2 separate regions of the Danio rerio genome follow, and region 1 is linked to region 2. A link is a contact called in public Hi-C data. All regions are on one chromosome and are shown on one strand. The core of a region is the stretch at or near the end of the contact, and the rest is flanking DNA. Distances in the headings are between cores, read along the strand shown. Region 1 holds the start of gatad2b (GATA zinc finger domain containing 2B). Region 2 has its middle 14 kb from the start of gnrhr1.

The links. Hi-C and Micro-C count contacts between places; a contact is called where the count stands out from the background.
Region 1: a Hi-C map of embryo shows a contact between it and region 2, with 2.7 times the contacts expected there. The contact joins the promoter of gatad2b here to the enhancer-like site in region 2. A contact is called at or near these places in 7 of 18 Hi-C or Micro-C datasets (caudal fin, embryo, hematopoietic stem cells and 2 more) and 3 of 4 datasets of contacts at active chromatin or transcription factors (caudal fin, embryo and gastrula embryo).

Annotation. Positions count from the first base shown.
Region 1 is chr19:44,494,499-44,501,457 of GRCz12tu, forward strand. gatad2b (GATA zinc finger domain containing 2B) reads left to right here and starts at 3,519. Exons shown (of 10, transcript NM_001044975.1): 1 at 3,519-3,871. The coding sequence starts at 3,519. It also overlaps a transcript of trioa not described here.
Region 2 is chr19:44,419,417-44,426,192 of GRCz12tu, forward strand. It overlaps a transcript of trioa not described here. Among named protein-coding and RNA genes, the nearest start is that of gnrhr1, 14 kb to the left of the region's middle. Within about 2 kb of position 5,100, at least 9 of the 62 cell types and tissues checked have an H3K27ac peak or open chromatin away from gene starts, as enhancers often do. A contact at or near this core is called in caudal fin, where this site is marked.

The DNA.
Region 1 (6,959 bases), core at 2,269-4,768, 74 kb after region 2:
TATCTGTCAAAAAAAAAAAAAACGCAATTAGATGTTTTTCCTAAATTGCACAGCCCTAATGCCAGTTAATCTAAATCAATGAAATCTTTCCAAATAGAGCTGTTCAAATCATCAGATTTCATTATATTCATATTACAATATATATGGCAGCAAAACAAAACATCACAATGTCAGATTTTTCCAATATCGTGCAGCCTTACCGTGTGTATGAGTGTGTGTGTGTGAATGAGTGTGTAGGGGTGTTTCCCAATAGTAGGTAGCGGCTGGAAGGGAATCTACTGCGTATGTTGGAATAGTTAGAGGTTCATTCCGCTGTGCAGACTAAACCGAATAAAAATGAATGAATGTTTATTTGGCTTAAATTAAAAACTTATATATAATTAATTTCAAACATGTACATTGACTGTTTTCTTCTTGTTAGATATGTATTTTTATTTATTTATTTATTTTAATCTCCAAAGAAGATTTTTAACCTAATAATAATAATACCAGTGGCTGCTAATGACAAATTCTTTGGCCAGAGAAATTATTTAATACAAATATATAAGAAATTATTTAATGCAAGCTAATAATGTTAATTAATGTTCTCCTTTTTAATTTAGATTTGTAGGTGAGTTTTCCTTAAATAAAAAATAAAAATAAAATAGAAACGTAAGGAAATATATTAACCATCTGAATGTGTTGTTGTTGATCCATGAGTAAAACTCTACTCCTTCAGGGAAAAAACTATAATTAGAGATGTTTTTTAAGACTTGAATCTTCAATCGCAGTAATCTGGTGGCAGAAATATGATCCCACAAGTGGGGAAAGTGGGTCCCCTCTCAGTGACGTTGACAGCGGGAGTTTTGGGAAGCTCCGCTCAGCTGTGCGTCTGAACTCCGAATTGACTCTTGTCGTAATAAGCGCCTAATGTGAGGTAGGGAGACCCTCTCTACTAGCAGCCCAAGCAAATTTCCTCAGTCAAACCATGAAAGTTACACTGATTTGTATGTAATGATCATGTAATTTATCAATTAAGCCTGGAGAGGCCTTGGTTCTCGAGCACTGAAGTCCACAGCCTCAGCACGAGGCAGACTAATGGCTCTGTTAAGTCTGTGGGCGTGTGAGGAGTCATAGTAGATCTCTCTCTCTCACTCTCACTCCCTCTCTCTTTCGCTGTAAAAGAATAATTAAGTGATTTGCATTGGTCTCAAGCAGGGGAATTTGTACTGATTCCTACAGATTACGGCTGTTATGATACCAAAATTTCAGTAGTCAATGTCAATAGCAGAAAACGGGGACATTAAATATTTTAAGTATAGGCATGTTTCAAATTTTCAAAAGGGAAATGGTGTTTTTTTTAATATATATGAGCAATATCACACGAGTAGCAGAGTGATATGACTGTATATTGGCACTGGTGGAAGGCGTGCCGGTGGCATGAGGCCACAGGCCGAGTGCCTTAGTGTCCCACCAGTGACGATATACAGCCATATCGTACTGCTACGAGTGTGATATTGTGTTTATACAACAGTTCGACCGCATAATCATGTATATAACAAAGAAAATTAAACATGGAGTCCAAATACCCTTTTTTATGAGGAACTACTTCTGCCATACATCTGACTTCAGCCAACGTCCGATTATTGTTGTGTTTGCGATGAGGAAAAACGCTAAACACATGCGGGCATTTCTTCTGTCTTTCTTTTTTACTAAAGTCTGCTCTAACGAAAACAGGACTGAGTGCCAAAAAGTAACTCAGGGTTATACAAAGAGTGGCCAACACAAAATACATACATTCTTTAAAAGTTGATCTCAGTGATCTCGTCAATTTCTTTACATTTTTCTTCAAGCATTAAAGATAGTAGTTTACTACACACAACAGCCTGAGATGTTGTTGTTGTTGTTGTTGTTGTTTGCCATTATTGGAATATAACAGTATGTAGAGTGCGAGTGAAGTTGGAGAGGGGGATAGAATCAGAATGTCCGTGAACCAGGACTTGAACTTGGGACATCCGAAACACAATGGTGCTATATGTTGACACACTGTGCAGTTCCGCTTCAGTTATGGATATTTGGATATTGGTTCTTAAAGGGGTACCTCACAATAAAGTGAGATCTTATATAGAGTACTTTTGCATTCTTGAGGCCCGGTAGAAACTCTTTCGTGACCTGGTACTTTGAAGTTAAATGACCCTGTTGTTGGAAACCCATTGGTTTAAACTCATGTATAATCAGTTTTGCCAAAAATTTTTCCTAGCTGGATAGTCAAGCCAATAAAATTAACTTTCAACTGCTATTTCGAAAAAGAAAAAAAAATTTATAATATATATATTTATAAAATATATATTATTTTTATGTCTTGAACAAATAATAAAAATAAATAAATAATAATAATAATAATAATAATTATATATATATATATATATATATATATATATATATATATATATATATATATATTTATATATATATATATATATTTATATCAATATATATATATATATATATATATATATATGTATATATATATATATATATATATATATATATATATATATATATATATATATTGATATAAATATATATATATATATATATTGATATAAATATATATATATATATATATATAAATATATATATATATATATATATATATATATATATATATATATATATATATATATATATATATATATATATATATATATATATTTATTTATTTATTTTTTATTTATTTTTTTATTATTTGTCCAAGACATAAAAATCCAACCTGACATACAGGGGTTGGACAATGAACCTGATTTTAGAACACAATTATTCATTAGTATGGCGTAAGCCTCCTTTTGCATCCAATACAGCATCAGTTTGTTTTGGGAATGATTGATATACAAGTCCTGCACTGTGGCCAGAGGGATTTTGAGCTATTCTTCTTCTGGAATAGCGGCCAGGTCTTGTGATGCAGATGGAGGAAAATGTTTCCTGACTCTCTTCCCCAAAACACTCCTTAGTGATTCAATAATATAGTGATCGGGTGACTGTGAGAGATGTTTAACTTCATTTTTTATGTTCATCAAACCACTCTGTTGCATGTCTTGCTGTGTGTATTGGTGTATTATTATTCTAATACACGGCACTGCCTTCTGGATACAGTGTTTGAATCATTGGGTGTACATGGTGCTGCAGAATGGTTCGGTAGTCCTTGTGCAGTGACCTGGCCATCTAGCACAAGTATCGGGCCTTGGGAATGCCATGATATTGCAGCCTAAACCATCACTGATCCACCCCCATGCTTCACTCTGGGTATGCAACAGTCAGGGTGGTATGCTTCTTTGGGGCTTCTCCACACCGTAACTCTCTCGAATGTGGGAAAGTCAGTGAAGGTGGACACTTTAGAAAACAATGAATGCTTCACATTGTTCACAGCCCAATATTTACGTTTGTGGCACCATAGAAATCGATGATTATAATAAACTTTGCACCTGCCTCACTACTTTGAATGATTAAAGCTGAACTGGTGTGTGTTTTTTTCAAACAGGATGGAGCGGATGTCTGAGGAGGCGTTGAGGCTGAACCTGCTGAAGCGGGGTCTGGAGGCGCCGGATGAGCGGGAGGAGGCCAAGCGCCTTAAGATGGACGGTCACGAGGCCATGGAGAGGCTGAAGATGCTCGCCCTCCTCAAACGTAAGGATCTGGCCGCTTTGGAGGGGGCGGCTGTTGCGGCAGCCATGGCAGAGGGCAAAGGGCCCTGTGGAAGCCAGGGGCTGATGGGAGCTGTGGCCTACGAGGAGAAGATGAATGGAAGTTTGAGAGTCGGGGGCCACGGAGGTCCCAGTAAGAACGGGAAGGAAAACATAGTGGATGAGCCAGTTGACATGAGTGCCAGAAGGAGGTGAGCTTTCGGGACAAGTGCTGTGTATTTTTGTGCTGTGTTTTTCAGGAAATAAGTCACACTTGACTATGAGCCAGGTCAACACTGGAAGGTTGCATTGTTGTACAAGTCGCATTTTGTTATTACACTGCAAAAATGCTTTTCTTACTTAGCATTCTTCTTAATTTAAAACAAGAAACAAGCCAAAGTCGAAATTAAATTAGTTTTTACCTAAAACAAGCAAAGTAATCTGCCACTGGGGCCAAAAGCCTTACTTTAATGAGGGCTGTGGGCCGAAGTTGAATATACACAAACCGTGTTACGTTAAATTTGCCATGGGTAATTTCCTAATTTATTTGCTAATATTTAAAAATAACTAGAAAACATTGCTTTAAAACATATTAATTAATGATGCAGTGTCATTTTTAACCTTTTCTAATGAGCTTATTATAGTAAAAACATAATCCCATTTAGTGCTGCACGATTAATCGAAAAAAGATTGCAATTGCGATTCGACCCAGCATTTCTACGATTCTGCCAATCATATTTTCATGTTCAGGAGAGAAGCATAAAGGCGGTCGCATAGATCTTCAGGTTGTTTTATATACGTTGCTCAGTGACATGGACACCTCCAAATGGTGTTGAAAGTCACATACTGTATTTATAAGGTATTATTCCCCCAAAATTTTCATTTCTGTCTTCATGTAATGATGTATGCATGGCCACGAAATCACACGTGACGTGAGCTGCTGACTGTGAGCTGTTACCACAGAGAGGGTGGGTGCGGACTTTACTTAATTATAGACAAGCGTGTTTCTACTTTAGTAAACAGAACCTGCGTAGGCTGTGAATAACAGGTAATAAAGTTGTAAATAAGTTTCGTTTGTTGCACAGAGTGATTTATTGGGAGCCGCGCGGGATGTATGAACAGCATTTAGCAGTGAAAATGAAACCGAAAGTGCGAACATCATTTAAATAATTATATCACATTTTAGAGTTATGATTGCGACAAGCATTTACTATGTTTTTTTCTTTCATAGTGAACACAGAGTGTTGTGCATGAGAATAAATGTTTAACACTGTCAGTTTAGCTGCTGTAGGCTATATAATAATATAATATAACACAAGAGGGAATCTGATAATGACAAATGTCTGATTTTTACCAGCAGAAAAAATTATCTAATTATGTTGTCAATGACAAATGACAAGCATATGCCTCAAACATTGTAATTTAATATCAGAATTATGAATAGTTGTATTCTGATGTCATCACTTTACTGTGCATTAATGACCAGGACATATTCAAAGTCTGCTCAAGTCCACCATTCCAAGTCATTAAAGAATTTAGCATTGTAACCAACATTAGACCTACACATAATAATATTACTATTGTTTTATCATATGTTTGAGGAATAACAATAATAATATCCTACTCATATTAGTCTTTATTTTCCATCTATAGAATCAGGAGAAAATCGTGATCTTTATTTAAAGCAATAAAATCGTGATTCTCATTTTAGCCTGAATCGTGCAGCTTTAATCCCATTCATAACAAAATAGAGAGCAATGCTGAATACACTAGTCAAGCTGCTCCTGTCTTCGCGTTGATTTGCTCGCTGATGTTTTGTGCATTGTTCTCTATCTGTCATGTTGCAGTATTTACATTTTAAGTCTGATTCATTTACAGCATTTAATTTTAGTTGCTCCTCAAATAAGCAAAGAAACAAAAAGTTAAGTTTAATTGGAAATGACGATCTCTGCCAAAGGCATTTGCCCCTTATCAACTCTCTATCATTCTCCCTCTCTTTTTAGATATATTGGTGGGCCAAACCAAAGGTTACCGTGGGCCAACTTTGGCCTGTAAGCCCTGCTTTGGACACCTCTAGTCTGAACAAAATGAACTGAATTCAATTAAAAAACAAGGTTCTTTTTCTCACCCCACTGCCAGATTTGCTTGTTTTAAGTTAAAAACTGACTTAATTTTGACTTAATATTTCTGAAAACAAAACAATATTATTTTCTTGTCTAGAAAATAGGGTTGTCACGATGCTGGAATTCGATATCAATCAGTACTGAAACGTCCATTTCCTGCTAACATTTGAGTGCTGTTGAGTGGTCTTAAACCGCTGATTTGCCATTGTGTTCACGTGCTCAACAGAATTGACTGTGATTGGCCAAAAGTTCACCGAACTCACCAGTGTTTACTGTAACTACAGGTACAGGTACACTAGAGTATTTAAAAGCCACAAAGATCAGCTGGTCTGTTTATAAGCTAACATACGAGTGATCAGCTGATGAATCGACTGATCTTCACGGCTTTAAAACGCTAGTGTGACAACACTACTAAAAATGCTTCTTGACTTAAGAATGTTTAGATCATTACACTTGAAAATTGACAAAGAAAACAATTGTTTTGCCGTGTACATTTAGAAGTGATCATAAAATATCATTAAAATTCAAAACATATGTTTATAGACGTTTAGTTTTATTTCACTTTCCCTCATTCCCTCTATTGACTAGTGTAAAGCAAAGACAGACATTATTATTGCATTCATTAAAAGTTGCAGCGACTTCTGGTTCACTTAGACTTTATCATTAGTCAAAACTAAAAAGTGAATGAACTAAGCAGAAATGATGGTGCCAAACACTAAAACATACTGAAGTAATGGTTTTTGAAGGTACCGTTGGGACTCCTCTATTCAGTTTTGATTTGTTACCACAGCCTGCAGTCACAAATTTAGGAGTGAAATTTGATCTTATATTTGACAATCAGATAAGAGCTGTATTAGCTTTTTTTCAACTAAGACAATTAGCAAAAATAAAGAAATATATACTAAAACAACTGTTTGAGACTGTGATAAATGCTTTTATGACCACTCTGTTAGATTACTGTAATGCACTGTATGTGGGGAGTAACAGGTCAACTATTGCCCGTTTTGCAAATGGGGCAAAATGCTGCATCACGCCTGTTAACCGCTACTCTCAAATGTAACCACATTTCCCCAGTTTAAGAATCTTTTATTTGTTTTAAAGTTTCTAAATGGTCTTGCCCCACCTTATATCTCTGAGCTGATACACCTCTATAAACCTACTCGTTCTCTCAGGTCAG
Region 2 (6,776 bases), core at 3,850-6,349:
CATTTTTGTCAGGAAAATTTAAATGGTGTGACATTTACTCACACAGAGGCTCTATTCTGTTCTATGACACAACAATGAATGCTTAATAATGTTCAAGATAAAGATGAAAAACTTTTAGTTTAACATAAGTGTGTCAATTCATTCAAAATATAAACTCACAGCAAAAAAAAAAACTGCAATACACTGTAAAAAAATGTGGTAAAAATTACAGTAAAATTTACAAGTGAACTGTAAATTAACAATAACAGTTGTGCTGTAGTTTTACAACACAATTGTAATTATTAATTTACGGTGCACTTCTAATATTTTTCAGTAGTACTGGCAATTTTTTCGGTATTACTGGCAGTTTTACAGTATTGCTGGCAAAATTCACAAGCGCAGTGTACATTAACAATTACAGCTCTTCTGTAGTGTTACAGCACTTGTAAATTGGACAGTATTACTGGCAACCAAAACTTACCAGTAATACTGTTAATTTTACAGCACTTTTTTAGTGTAGGTTTACATTTCTTAATAAATCCACATTTCTATGATGATCAATACCTGTACTACTGACACAGAAAATGTTAATACACCTTTAAGTACTTTAAATTTGTATGAAATACTGCCGAGTTGTACTTTTCACTCACTAGTATAAATACACTGTTTCTATTCGCCAGTAAGCTACCGTGAGTCAGTTACAGCAAAAATACTGTATTTACATTGACAGCATCATTTATCTTGCTGTATTTACAGTATTGCATATCTTTACTGTAAAATACACTCACAGGCCACTTTATTAGGTACACATAACTGGTACCGAGTTGGATCCACTTTTGCCTTCAGAACTGCCTTAATCCTCTGCGGCAAAGATTCAACAAGGTACTGGAAATATTCCTCAGAGATTTTGGTCCATATTGACATGATAGCATCATGCAGTTGCTGCAGATTTGGCGACTGCACATCCATGATGCGAATCTCCCGTTCAACCATATCGCAAAGGTGCTTTGGATTGAGAGCTGGTGACTGTGGAGACCATTTGAGTACAGTGAACTCATTGTCATGTTCAAGAAACCAGTCTGAGATGATTAACGCTTTATGACATGGTGCATTATCCTGCTGGAAGTAGCCATCAGAAGACGTGTACACTGTCATTTTACACAATGCAACTTTATGATAACATAATTCACAAAAATTTTGTTAACAGTGCACTTTACGAACATAATTGCCATAACCTAATATCCTAAAGGTGTTCATTTATTGTTAGCATCTGTACTGGATTCTGTGACAGACGGCTGCTCAAACTGCTTTAACTGCAACACATGTTTTTCTTCTTAAAGCTCATTTGTATTCCTCCTCCTCCTCTTGTATTTCACATATGTTAATGGAGCCATTGAAATGCAGCAGCCTTTTAAATCTGCTTCTGCGGACAATTTAATTGCCAAGAAAGTGTTGATGAACATTTTTCATTTGTGGTTTGATCTCTGCTGTCACATTTATCCAAGGTTAACTGGATCACAGATTATGAGGTTGAGGATTTTACTCAATTCTTATGTGCCCTATTTCATTAATTAAATAATAAATATCCAGTTATTGTAAGGGAGCAGGGGGGGGGGGGGGTGTAAGAAGTATTTAATATTCCCGTAGACATTAATTTGTACATTGTATACAATGTAGCAGACAGACTGTCATGCTCAATGGTTGTAAATGCAATTTAGATTTTTATGACTTTTGTACAAGTGTTATAGTCTTATATTTCGGAAAATGTCAGGATTAGACTAAACTAAGATATATTGAAAAAATCGGTAAGACATTAAAAATTCTAACAAATAACTAGTGGCTTATTAAATGGCTGTTCTAAAGATATTGGTTGTTTATTATAAAGTTGGCAGTTCTGCATTGATAATCAATGCTTAAACCTAACTTACATTATTAACTATTAGTTTATTGAGGCAAAGTCATACTTAAAGGTTTAATAATAGGGAGAATTGTACCTTAAAATAAAGTTTGATCAAATTCTTATTGGTCATGGGGTCACATACAGATCTAATCAACAAATTGTGTTTTATTTATTTGGTGCTGCAGAGATGTACAAGTTCAGAATCAATATCACTAGTTATAAAAATAAATATAAGGTAAGTAATATTCATTTACTTTGTATGTCAAGATATTTGATCACACGATCTTTTTAAACATTTTTGCTGTTTTATTGTGATCAGTTAATAATATATGGTATTAATATCAGAATATAAAATTCTGAGGTAAAATATTTGTGGAAACCATAATAAAATTCTGTATTTTATTTTTGATGAACATGCAGTATAAAATAACATTACATAAAATGACCTTTTTAAGTATATAAAATGGTTCTTATTAATGTCTTAACAGACATTTTTGATCAATTTTGTGTTCTTAAGGTTAGTAATATATATTATATAGTAGAAACAGTATATAGTTGAAGTCAAAATTATTTGCTTTTTTCATATTTCCCAAATGATGTTTAACAGAGCAAGGACATTTTCACAGTATGTCTGATAATGTTTTTTTCTTCTGGAGAAAGTTTTATTTGTTTTATTTTGGCTAGAATAAAAGCAGTTTTTAAATTTTTTAAAAACCATTTTAAGGTCAAAATTATTAGCCCTTTTAAGCAATATATTTTTCTACAGAACAAACCATCGTTATACACTAACTTGTCTAATTACCCTAACCTGCCTAGTTAAGCTAATTAACCTAGTTAAGCCTTTAAATGTCACTTTAAGCTGTATAGAAGTGTCTTGAAAAATATCCAGTAAAATATTATTTACTGTCATCATGGCAAAGATAAAAAATAAATCAGTTATTAGAGATGAGTTAAATAAATTGTAATAATTCTGACTACAACTGTATCAATATATTAGAATTCAGCTTTGAACTCCAGGAATAAATTACATTTTAAAATAGGTCCTCATTAAAGCTTAATTAAAACTAAAATTTTAATTAAATTAAATGTATTTTGCAAAATGTAACTATGCCAGGTATGTCCTACTTTCAAACTGTTCTGATCAATTTAATGTGTCTTTAATAAATTGATGATAATAATAATAATAATAATAATAATAACAATAATAATAATAATAATGTGGCATCACAGTGTCCCGTGGGTAGCGCAGCAAAAAGGTCACCGGATCAGTTGGCATTTCTGTGAGTTGGATGTTCTCCCGTGTTCGGATGGGTTTCCCCTGGGTGCTCCGGTTTCTCCCAGTCCAAAGACATGTGCTGGGTGAATTGAAGAATGTGCGTGAAAGAGTGTTTCACAGTGAAGGGTTGCGGCTGGAAGGGTATCCGCTGCATAAAACATATACTGGAATAGTTGACGATTCATTTTGCTGTGGCGACCCGTGATTGATAAAGGGACTAAGCCAAAAAGAAAATGAATGGATAATAATAATAATAATTAAATAGAACAAAATAAAAATTGTAAAGCATAAAATCTTTTTTTTTTTTTTTTTATATAAAATTGTCTTTACTGGCACTTTGTTATTATCACTATTGTTATTATCACTATTGTTATTATTATTATTGTTGTTGTTATTATCACTATTGTTATTATTATTATTGTTAATATTATTATTATTGTTGTTGTTGTTGTTATTAATATTAATCAAGAAAACTATAAATTGTGTTTTAATAAGAATTCAGCTTTGAAGACACTCCAAAATTTTTAAAGTATGTGCACCGTTATTTAAAATGGGATTAAATGTATTGATTTTAAATGAAATGAAATTGTATTCAATAAATGTAATTATAAAATGTATACTTTTAAAATAATTGACACCATTTTTCATAGTAGGTGTGGATTATAGAGCAAGTTTGACAGCCAATGTCTTTTAGGTTGTGCTGCCCTCTGCTGGCAACATCTTCCTACTGCGCTAAACGCAGACACAAGAGGGTTTAAAATATCCCCTGATTGTGTCAATGTGTATCCGAAAACATTTTACGATATATGAAACAACACTGAGCAATCCATAGCATCTCAAACTGTAATTCTGGGAGCCGCAGCTCTGCAGTTTTGCTCCAACCCTAATCAAACCCAGCCTAATCAACTAATCCTGGTGTTCAAAACTACTAGAGACTATTAAGCAGGTGTGAGTTTGAGGTGGTTGGAGCTAAACTCTGCAGAGCTGCGGCCCTCCAGCAATTTAGTTTGAGACCACTGATCTATACCTAATAAAACTGCAACTGTCTTACCCAATACATTATTTAAAATGCTCACAAATAATATGATAGAGAAATATATTATAGTCTACTGCAATTTTTTTTATTATTGCAAATGTTTAATTTTTTTCTCGATGACAGCAAGAAACTCGATTGCTTTGAACAAAGATCTCTTTATAAAATATCTTTCTTCACCTTAATATGCATTAGCTAATTTTGTGTGTGTGTGTGTGTGTGTGTGTGTGTCACGCGCACTGCAGTCTTTAGTTGACAGATTGCATAACATTCATGAGATTATTTAATATGCACTTTGGGTGTTTACATAACATCTCTCTCCTGTCTGCGAGCTTAAGAACGGATTTGATGCTGTCTCCGTTGTTGACGTCGCATATCTGATATTGATGATAGCGATATTAATATCTTAATCCTCCGGTGTGCTGAATTTGAAGCTGAATATTGATTGGTCTGTTCTCTATAATCAGCATGCGGACGCGTGAAGGCATTGACAGCTCCTCCACTTTCTGTCTTATGCTTAATGTTATTCAAACCTTACTGAGCTGTAACTCATTAACATGAAGCTTAATTACTCCCTGTCTGCCGTCTGCCTACCTCTTCATTTTGAACATTAATTAGCAATGAGGAATAATCTCTAACATGCGATCGGAGAACTGTCATACATCGGTGATGATAAATCAAGCGTGAAGTTACAACACGCGGTTATCTCTGTATATGTTTAAATCTGGGGAGAATATTCGTGCTGTTAAAATGACAGTGATACAATAACATAGTACATTAAAAGCGTTTACTGTGGAGTGTAACCCGGAGGAAAAACTCTGAAAGTGTTCTTGGTGTGTGTGTGTGTGTGTGTGTGTGTGTGTGTGTGTGTGTGTGTGTGTGTGTGTGTGTCTGTTATATAAATCCGCCATCTGTATCTTTCAGAATGACCAGCAGGTGGGAGACTAACTCACTAAACAAGGACAAGTAAATGTCACCTAGTTGTGTACAGTACATCTAGACAAAAATAACATCTGATGTTAATGCTGTTTTATTCGCTCAAATACATGTTAAAGGGGTTGTTCACTCCAAAATCTCAATTAACGCATCATTTATTCTCCTTATTAGATTATTTCTACTGTTAATCACAAAAGAAGTTTGCATGTTCTCCCTGTGTTGGCATCGGTTTCCTCTGGGTGCTCCGGTTTACTCCACAGTCCAAATAAGCGCTAAATCGTATAAACTAAGCCGTAGTGTGTGTGTATGGGTGTTTCCCAGTACTGGGTTGCAGCTGAAAGGGCATCCGCTGCACATTTGCTGGATGAGTTGTGGTTCATTCCACTGTGGCGATCCCCTTTAAAACTTCATTAGTTCGTTTTTCTGTTGAACACAAAAGAGGATGTTTTAAAGTGTATTGAAATGTACAGTGTATTTTGCCAGCACACTTAAAAAATTTGTTAATCCACTGAAAAAAAAGTTTGGGTAACGCTTTATTTTGATGGTCCATTTAAGTATTAGTAGACTGAGTATTGATACTGCTGCTAAACAGACATTTAACTGACTATAAGAAACTACATGTCGACTTACACTAATTCTAACCCCAACCTAACAGTCTACTGGCATGAAGATGCAATGTAACTTAACAAACGAACCCATCAAATTAAAGTGTGGCCAAAGTTTGTTTTGATCATTTTTAGTTATAGTTTGACTATTAGCTTTGTGTTTGAAGTCTTTCTATGTTGACGTCAGGTAGAATATAGAGCTAGATCAGTCCTAAAAATGAAAAAATTTACAAAATAAAGTTCATACATGCACAGCACGAATCACATTTGCAAAATGCAATTTGTAAAATGAAAACAGAATTCATAAATGGCCCATTTCCACTGAGTGGTACGGTACGGTTCGGTTTGGTACACTTTCATGGCCGTTTCCACTGTCAAAAACCGAACCAAACCGAACCGTACCACTTTTTCGGCACCCTTTCGAAAGGGTACCAAAAACGAGAAAGGGTACCAAAAGGTGGAGCAACACACGCAGCCGAATGCTGATTGGTTACAGAGATACATCACGAGCTTTTGGAGCTAGACAGATTGTAAACAGAGAGATTACATGGAAATACTATGTGCATATAATAACAAGCCATGGATGACCCGAGCTCAAACAAACCTTGTCGTCGTCTTGATAAACAGACACAAAGCCAAGAAGAAAAATCTGCCATGTCCTGTTGTTGCTTTACGAGCCTTTATTTGCTTTATTCGCTTTCTTCCGGGAGCTCGCGATCGCGTCTATATTTGAAATAACGAACTTCTTGAGCTGATGATAATAATGTGTGCGTGATTATTGAAGTGTCTCCGTCATCTGATCCATTCAGAAAGAAAAGGACAAGCGCGAGAGTGAAGCGCGAAAAAAAAGAGAAGCCCGACAAAACTCAAGATCAAAATTGTTTTAGCATGAATCATGAACAAACTGCCATATTTATCTTTGCCTTTTGGACTATTATGAACTGGGAATGACAAAATTACTCTCAAACAGAGCTTAACATTACATTTGCTGGTGAAGATTACAGACACAGAGAGGTTTGCGCTGACTGTGGGTTATATCGTGTGTGT